Linked DNA regions of Zea mays: all the other regions are linked to region 2. A link is a contact called in public Hi-C data. All regions are on one chromosome and are shown on one strand. The core of a region is the stretch at or near the end of the contact, and the rest is flanking DNA. Distances in the headings are between cores, read along the strand shown.

Evidence for each region. A called contact is a pair of places that touch in the nucleus more often than the background predicts.
Region 1: a Hi-C map of ear shows a contact between it and region 2, with 4 times the contacts expected there. The contact joins the promoter of LOC100282073 here to the promoter of LOC103637710 in region 2. A contact is called at or near these places in 8 of 25 Hi-C or Micro-C datasets (bundle sheath, ear, endosperm and 3 more).
Region 3: a contact with region 2 is called in a Hi-C map of leaf, with 5 times the contacts expected there. The contact joins the enhancer-like site here to the promoter of LOC103637710 in region 2. A contact is called at or near these places in 3 of 25 Hi-C or Micro-C datasets (endosperm, leaf and tassel).

The regions. Positions count from the first base shown.
Region 1 is chr1:101,449,173-101,451,885 of Zm-B73-REFERENCE-NAM-5.0, reverse strand. It overlaps LOC100282073 (AT-hook protein 1), which reads right to left and starts at 1,446. Exons shown (of 6, transcript NM_001154986.1): 1 at 1,193-1,446; 2 at 374-1,116; 3 at 226-278. The coding sequence starts at 941. LOC103637704 (protein FAR1-RELATED SEQUENCE 5-like) reads left to right here and starts at 1,670. Exons shown (of 5, transcript XM_008660389.1): 1 at 1,670-1,974; 2 at 2,062-2,160; 3 at 2,242-2,713. The coding sequence starts at 1,852.
Region 2 is chr1:101,799,917-101,802,616 of Zm-B73-REFERENCE-NAM-5.0, reverse strand. LOC103637710 reads right to left here and starts at 1,379. Exons shown (of 11, transcript XM_008660420.2): 1 at 1,043-1,379; 2 at 561-632. The coding sequence starts at 1,117.
Region 3 is chr1:101,323,336-101,326,197 of Zm-B73-REFERENCE-NAM-5.0, reverse strand. No RefSeq gene overlaps it. Among protein-coding and RNA genes, the nearest start is that of LOC103637703, 18 kb to the right of the region's middle. Within about 2 kb of position 1,512, at least 16 of the 20 cell types and tissues checked have an H3K27ac peak or open chromatin away from gene starts, as enhancers often do. A contact at or near this core is called in endosperm, leaf and tassel, where this site is marked.

The DNA.
Region 1 (2,713 bases), core at 197-2,696, 350 kb after region 2:
CGGCATGGCAGAACAGAGCACAAAGGTCACAGCAAGCACAGGTGACTTGGCCTTCTGGCAAGAAGCCATACATGACATGCGTACTCCCTACGACCATACATGACTTGGCCTTCATAGAGGAGATGCGCCGACTCGCAGATCTACGCCATACGACCAGCGACGGCAAGCCGGCAAGGATGCATGCAACAAAAGTTTTGAAAGTTGAACAAGATCTGTGAATCTTACCTCGCCGGCCTTGACGGTGAGGATGTGAGGGGTGAAGGCGATGCCCCAGGAGCCTGCACGAGCGAAGAAAGGAGCACAGCACTGGTGAGATAGGGCGCGCGCAAGAAGCATGTACGAAGGGATTTTAGCACGGGAGAGAAACATGTACCCAAGGCTTCGAACTGCTTCTTCTTGCCAGAGCCGGGAGGCCGGCCGCGGCGCTTGGCGTTGGGGTCGGACGGGGGGCTGCTGATGGAGAACCCGCCGCCGTGCTGCTGCTGTCCGGGGGCTGCGGCGCCGCCGGCTGAGGCGGAGGAGATGGGGGCCAGCGCCAGAGCCATGCTCCCGTCGGGCGCGTACTTGCGCGGCCGGCCGCGCTTCTTGCGCATCAGCTCGCCCATGCCCAGCACATTGGCCCCCGGTGCGCCCGCGCCCGCGGCGGACTGCGGTGGTGGCACCGTGTACAGCATGGGCGCGGAGTGGTGGTGCTGCTCCCCGGGCGCCTTCCCGGACATCTGGTCGAACGAGAGCCGCATGCCGCCGGGCATGGACGCGGCAGGCGACGGAACCGGGGCCGCCTGCTGCGCGAACGGCGGCGGCGGATGGTGCTGGTGCTGGTGCTGCGGCGGCGCCATAGAAGAAGGGGCCGGCGGAGGCGGTTGAGAGGTCGGTGCAGGCACGGGCGCCGCGGTGGTGGTGGTGGCGGCGGCGAGCGGCGACACGTCCTTGGTCTCCATTTGCGTAGATCTATCGGCTTGGCAGCTTCCGCCCCTTCGTCTTGTCGCCGCTGACGCTGTGCTTCACAGTGGCAGGGGTCCTGTCGGTCGAGCTTGCACTCACAGCACAACGAGGCTCTCAGCTTTGACCAGACAAGCTGAGCTGATCAGAGACCTTGTCCTTCTCCTCCCAGCACTGCAAGGGGCTCAGCAAGGCTAGGTAAGACTAGAGCACTAGCGGTAACATGGAGATTAAAAGCGAGAGAGCACACCCTTTTAGTCTCAGCTACTAGTAGTAGTTAGCTATGAGTTGCTCACAAGAGATAATTTTTAAAATCTGGAGCTAGGAGACGGATAAAAAAAATCAAGGGAGGAAAGCGGAAAGCACGGTAGGGAGGGAGATTTGGTGGAAGTTAGGAAGGGGAGGTGTGTCTGATGCCCCGCGCGCACGCCTGTACGGTACCTAGGGGCAAAGTGATTAGAGATCGGCAGGGAGGGGAGCAAGCAGCAGGTCCATCACCATTCCATGACCCGCTTCGTCCTCCTTCCAGGTCCAAGTCCACATTTCACACCAAACGCCACTCACTCACTCTGCTCCTCTTGGCCTCTTGCTTTCTTGTTTCGCATGCAATGGGGAGAGATGGATGGTAGTAGCTCGACCTCGAGGGAAAAAATTCCATACATGCGTGCTGCAGAGCGATATCTGTGCAGCACTTACCGGATTGATGCCACGTGTTCATTTATTAATCTCAAAGCAATCTTTCGGATCGGCTGGCCACACTAATTTAATGTTAAAAGGAGCCAACGTTTGGAGCCAGCTGCCAGCCGTACAAGCAAATAAGCCATCTACTTTTTTTCATGCCCTACACAAACGAGCGCCGCCATTCCTTGCGTACCGCAAACACACAGCCCTAGAGGGACGATTGCATCCATGGAAGAGTACAGCGATCCTGCCGCCGCCACCACGAATATCATGTCCCAGCTGCAACCCTTGCTATGTGACGTCCCTACCCAAATCGTCGATCCATCTGATCATGAAGAGGCGACACTGCAGGTACTGTCATCATTAGTTCTTTTGATCATTGTACTTTTTCCGTCTATTTAGTTTGTCTATTTGACTGTAATTCCCACATTTGCATAGAACATTGAGTGTATAAACACCGAAGTAAATATTGTTGGCGCTATCGATACTAACATTCAAGGCAAGGAGAACACGATTCCAGAAGTGGTGACATATAAGGTGATTTTATTCTAAACGTATTTTGCAATAAATTTCCGTACTGTTGTAACGTGACTTTATTCTAAACGTATTTTGCAATAGAAGGTTGATCCAGTTGGACCAGCTGTGATTGTTCCTAAAGTAGGAATGTATTTTGACTCTGAGAAAGAAGCTTATGAGATGTACAATGCTTATGCATGTATGGTTGGGTTTAGTATTAGAAAGAGTGATACAAGACGTCGACCAGATAAAACTATATTTCAGAAACATATAGTTTGCAGCAACCAAGGTAATAGAAAAAATGAGCCATCACAATCAACTACAAGGACAGGTTGCAAAGCTCGTGTCCAGTTTAGCATTAGCAGGGAAGGGGTTTGGACAGTGCAAAAAGTTGAACTTGAACACAATCATACCCTCGCTAGTCCGAACAAGGCACACAAGTTAAGGTCCCAACGACATGTTATTGAAGCGGACAGACAACTCATTAGCCAAATACGGGAAGCTGGAATGAGACCAACGCAAGTGTATGAATTTATGAAGCAATTTTATGGAGGTGCTGATAAAGTTCCATTCT
Region 2 (2,700 bases), core at 130-2,629:
AAACCCTATAGACCCCTTCATCTTCCTCTGCACGTAAGCCCAACAATATTCAGATTCTCACAAATCCAGATTATCATAAAAGCTATACCAAACATACATAAGATATATCAAGATAAACAATAATGAGTCAAATTCAGATAATGGTGGACTGCTCCGCCAAAAAACTACCACATGACAACACGAATAGTCTCGTGAACAATTTAAAACAAATTAGGTTTACTTGAAAAACATCAATGTGTCATAATATCATAAAAAATAAACATGTAATGAAATGACCATAAAAGCAGCTTCCATTTCCGAAGTGACAATGGCTCATAAAAAAACAGGACATGCAGAAATCATGGTAACATATTCTTTTTCTACAGCATTATGGGATCGGAATCACACTCCACCACAACAAAACTGGAGGCATATAAACAAGCGAAGAGGAACAATCTATAAGGAACTTGCTTCTGAGCATCAGATGATCAAAGAGCAGCAAGTATTCTAATCTAATGAAATTCAAGGACCAAAATATTTCGATGCATATGCAAGGAAATACACATGCCTCCAATGCTCACCTCCATCTTAGAGGCCAGTGCCCGTTGCTCCCATCCCTCCGCGCATCCTCCACCGCACCCTTCCACTGATTCCTACACAGCAGAAACAGTACACATCAATCACCAAACCAAACTGCAGCATCGGCTGTAAAATCACATTAAAAACACATGAAATCTTCTGGATTGGAGACTGAAATTCGATTCAGAGGAATTGATATGTTCAATAGGGAAACCTAAATCAAACTAAAACTGACGTACATATTCGATCAAATTCGATTCGACTGTCATCTTACAAAAGACGAGTGAGGAAACCTGAATCATAACCCCGCACAACCATGTGCCGTTTGCAAAACTTCAAATCTACGAGCTCCTAGCACATCGAGTACAATCAAAAAAACAGACGCATCTTCTCGTCTCATCCTATTGAGGAAACTAACAACCACCCCAAGTCCCCAACAATAACGCGTACGCTACAGCACCGTGGTGGATGCCACACAACGCACCTCTGGAGCTGCCATATCTTTGTGCCGCGTGCGATCGTAGAGATCCCTCATGCTACGCTCCTGCGGAGCCCTCATTACCCTCCCTCCGCCCCCGCCGATCGGCCAGGCCTCCGGCCCTAACTCCCAGCGTGGGCAGCGAGCAGACTCGGCTCTTCTTCCATCCTACGGCGAGAGACAGGGTGCGGCTAGGAGAAGGAAACTAAGACGTGGGGGATTAGATTGGGTGGGGTTCGCTCAGCTCTGGCGTGGCGAGTAAGCAGCAGCGCCGCGGAGGAGCACAGGAGGAAGAGAGGAAGGCGAGGAGACGAGACAGACCAGTACTGGTGGTATAGCGCTTAGAAATTGGGAAAATTGGACCAAATATTTAATTTTAGAAAACTAACACTGTCCGTTAGTTTATTTTACCATTCAGGTTAATTCAAAGTTAACTTCTAATTCTAAAAACAATCGGATAAATATAGTTGAACTCACTGAGGTCGACTTTTGGCACGGCTTTATCTTTTTCAGAAATAATTCTAGGTGCTAGTTTGGAAACCACAGAACCAAAGTAGGTTAGAGGGGCTACAATCCCCAGCCTCCTCCGGTTTTGTGGCTCCCAATCTAGTTCTAGATTTGTCTTCTATAGTAAGCATCTTTTACGAAGGAGCCAAACCATTACCAAATATCATTTGACAATATAGTTTAACTGTTTTGCAAAATAAACCCTTTGGTGCTGGTGCTGGTGCTGGCGCGACCGCAGACAGTGGCCATGCTTGACCTTAATTTGGAATTGCATCCCTGCTGCCTGCTGACTTTGCACATCTCCGTTAGCCTTGGCGAAGTAGTTGGTGTGAGAGCCACCTCTATGGTGTTGTTCTGCTAGAGGTCGTACGTGGTGGCATTGATAGTCTGCACCACCGATGAGTTGTTGTTCGTCTTGAAAATTAAGGAAAAAAACTAACAGATGGAGGCGATGTTCATCTGAACGAAACAGAAAAAGATAGCGACGAACCAAAAAAAGATAATGATTTGTTTAATGAGATCTTAATGTATTTGGTGGAAGGGGTGTTGGACCTGCTGACAGGCGGTAGACAAAGCACTTAGAGACATAATAGGACTTAGGTGCACGACAAAATATTAGGTAGGAAACTGTAGCGTCTTGTTGTGTCCCATTCATCTATAGAACGGGGGTGTTGATAGGGCATTGGGGCAGGTAGACTTAAGTGCAATTATGCTCGGGTTACCTTTACCTGGTACATCCTCGAAATATTCCATACAACGGGGTCATTACAGTATAATAAAACTCATCGACCCAACCACACCTAATACTCTACCCCTCTTGGGGGCTTACAAGTGGGCCACCATTGCTGGGTGAAGCTTGAGCCTCGTAGAGGTGGCCTAAGGTCTTCGCGCTTGGTTGTACTCTTCACCTTGTGGTGACCGTCGAAGACGCCTCTACTAGGATCTTGCCTTCACTTGCCGAGAGGCCTTCGTCCATGGCGGCTTAGAGGGTGACGACCCCCTTCTAGTGCGGTCCTCTGTAACATCCTCAATTTTAGGGTATAAAAATTTCTTTGCTCTATACTCAAAATTCAGGTGTTACTCTTTCCTTTCTTCGCTTTTCTTTCCCTTTACTAAAATAATAGAGAGTTACTTTGTTCTATGTTGGCGTGAGCCCT
Region 3 (2,862 bases), core at 263-2,762, 480 kb after region 2:
TATATAGGCCCCAACTCAAATATAGCCGTTGGAAAGCAGTTCTGCAGCTTTCTGCGGCGCACTGGATAGGTGCACTAGACTGTCCGGTGGTGCACTGGACATGCCACGTGTACTAGCCGTTAAAAGTAGCCGTTGGAGCTTCCGAAGATGGCGCACCGGACAGCCCGTGCTCGCTTGTCGTATTTTGGCCATAACTTTTAGCTCCGAACTCCGATTTCGATGATCTTGTACTTTTTGGAAAGCTTATGAAATTCTCTACATCCCAGAGTTGAAGCCATACCAGTTTGAGCAAATGTGGCACACCGGACATCCCATATGCTGCTCTTGTCTTTTCAGCAATTCCGACTCCGTATTGTGGGCATAACTTTTAGCTCCGAACTCCGATTTTGATGATCTTAGACTTTTTTGAAAGCTTATAAAATTATCTACATCTCAGAGTTGAAGCCATGTCAGTTTGAGTAGATTTGTTTTTGTGAAACACTTCCAATTCAGTCAGCCCTTACTCTCAACTTTGTCAAGTTCACTTTTGTTTTGCATCTTTGTATCTCACTTCTACTTCTTGATGTGTTGGACTCTTAGCATGTATAAAGTGTCTTCAATATGACTTTGTAATGTCTTATATGGGTATTATAATGTCTTCTTTTAGGTGTTGCATCCTCAGAGCCTCAGTCCAATCCACTTCGCATCCTGTGAACTACAACACACAAACACTTGGAAAATACATTAGTTCACAGGTTGTGTTAATCATCAAACACCAAAATCTATTAAGCCAAATGGACCAGGGTCCATTTTCCTTACACATGTAAACACCAAAATCACCAACAAGAGTTGCATTCATTCATAAACCGTTTTTACTAAATGAACATCGTATACTCTAAAGATGGTAGTTGAATCTACGGGTCTAAATATCCACCAATGTCACGCATGCAAAGGTCGTGTTCTGTTGCATGATGGTAGGGGATCGAAGGAGATTAAATCACTTTATATTTGAATTTAATTTTTTTTTAATCTTTTTCAATCTACTCATAACCAAACAAGCCTGTGGAGTGCGCAAGGTGACAAATTACACCTACACTACATGGCTCATCAAGTTAGGACCTACATGCAGGTGTTAGATCACACCGCAGGTTGCTTATCGGGGCCCAAAACATAAGAAATATCTCATATAACTAAGTATTCATGTCCGATTGCTAATAACATGTTTATCGCCTAGGTATTAAGTTTTTAGTCCATTTCAAAAACTTTAAAAATTATATGGCAGCTATGTTGTAGATGAATAAATGTGATATATAAATGAACTTTGCTTGTTTTTTAACTTTCTATATTTATTATTATCAGGGGCGGTGCGAACTCCCGGGCGGGACGGGCTGACACCCGGGCTCTGTTTCACCGTACGCACTAGTACTACTTCAAAACTTCAGCCACGCTGTCATTCGGTCCAACTTCCAAGCATTAGCATTAGGCAATATACATGAGTGTTAATCATGGGCCAGGCCGACTCGCTGAGCGAGATCGCGGCCCAAGCGTTGCTGCCTGTTGCAACACGGTGCACGCGCAGGTGCTGTCCAGTCCAAGAGTCAGTCCAAGAGTCGCCATAGCGCCTCCTCGGCTCCTCCTGCTCTCGGTCTCGCGATCAGGTTACCCTCGAGCAGTCGAGCGCACGCTGGCACCGCGGCAGCGAGCAGCAGGGTGGCAGCAGCAGGCAGTAGTCCGGCACCAGCAGAGCAGGTTACCCTCAGGCCTCGGCATTATTAGCAGTCTTCTTTACCGTGTTGAGCTATTCTTTGTTATAATTGATCAAATTTGTGCTGATATGAATCATTGGTTTGGTGAAGCAACTATTGAGATATTGACATGTTTTTCATGTCTTGGTCCAAAGAACAATTTCTCTAGATTTGATGCCAACAAGATTATTCGGCTTGTTGAAATTTATGATGCTGATTTCTTCAATATTGATCGTACAATGCTTTCACAACAACTTGAGACTTATATTCTTCATGTTAGAAGGCATGCAGCTTTTGCTACTTGTAAATATGTTACAAGTTTAGCTACAAATATGGTTGAAATAGAAAATCACTTGGTTTTTCCATTGGTGTACAAACTAATTGAGGTAGCTTTGTTATTGCATGTTTCAAGTGCATCTGTTGAAAGATCTTTCTCAGCAATGAAGATTATCAAGACTAAATTGTGCAACAAGATCAATGATGATTGGTTCAATCACTTAATGGTATGTTACATCGAAAGAGAGATATTTAAGAGTCTTGATAATGTTTGAATCATAAGATTCCAAGGCATAAAGACTAGAAAAATGAATTTACCTCGTGGGGTGAATTAGCGGTATGCCATTATCTGATGCATTTCAATACTTTAACTGCTCAACTTAAATATATTTTTTAAACTTTAATGCTATATAATGTGCTAATCAAATATATTTATATTGAAGGGTTTCTTTTTAAGAATTATGATTATGGTATATCATGTATCGCCGCGTTTTGTTATGCAAACTATTCAAATTCTTCTACATTTTTGAGCATTTTTAAGAGGTATCTATATCTATACTATACTTAAAGCACCAGTTTCAACGCTCGTCACGCGTTATTTTTTTACAAATAACCCCTCAGCTATTTTAAATTAATCTGTCGCACGTCTATAGATACCAAATGGCTGCCCAGTATGGGCCAGACGCCCGCGGGCTACAACTCTGGCCCATGCACGTCATGCCAGCCTGTTGACTGTGCCGGACCAGCCCTTTAGCCCGTCGGCCCATTTGATTATATCAGCGTAAAATGTTAAAAAGAAGGTGGGGTTCGAACACATGCCCTGATGGATGAAGGGACGGGTGAGAGCACCTAGAGGGGGGGT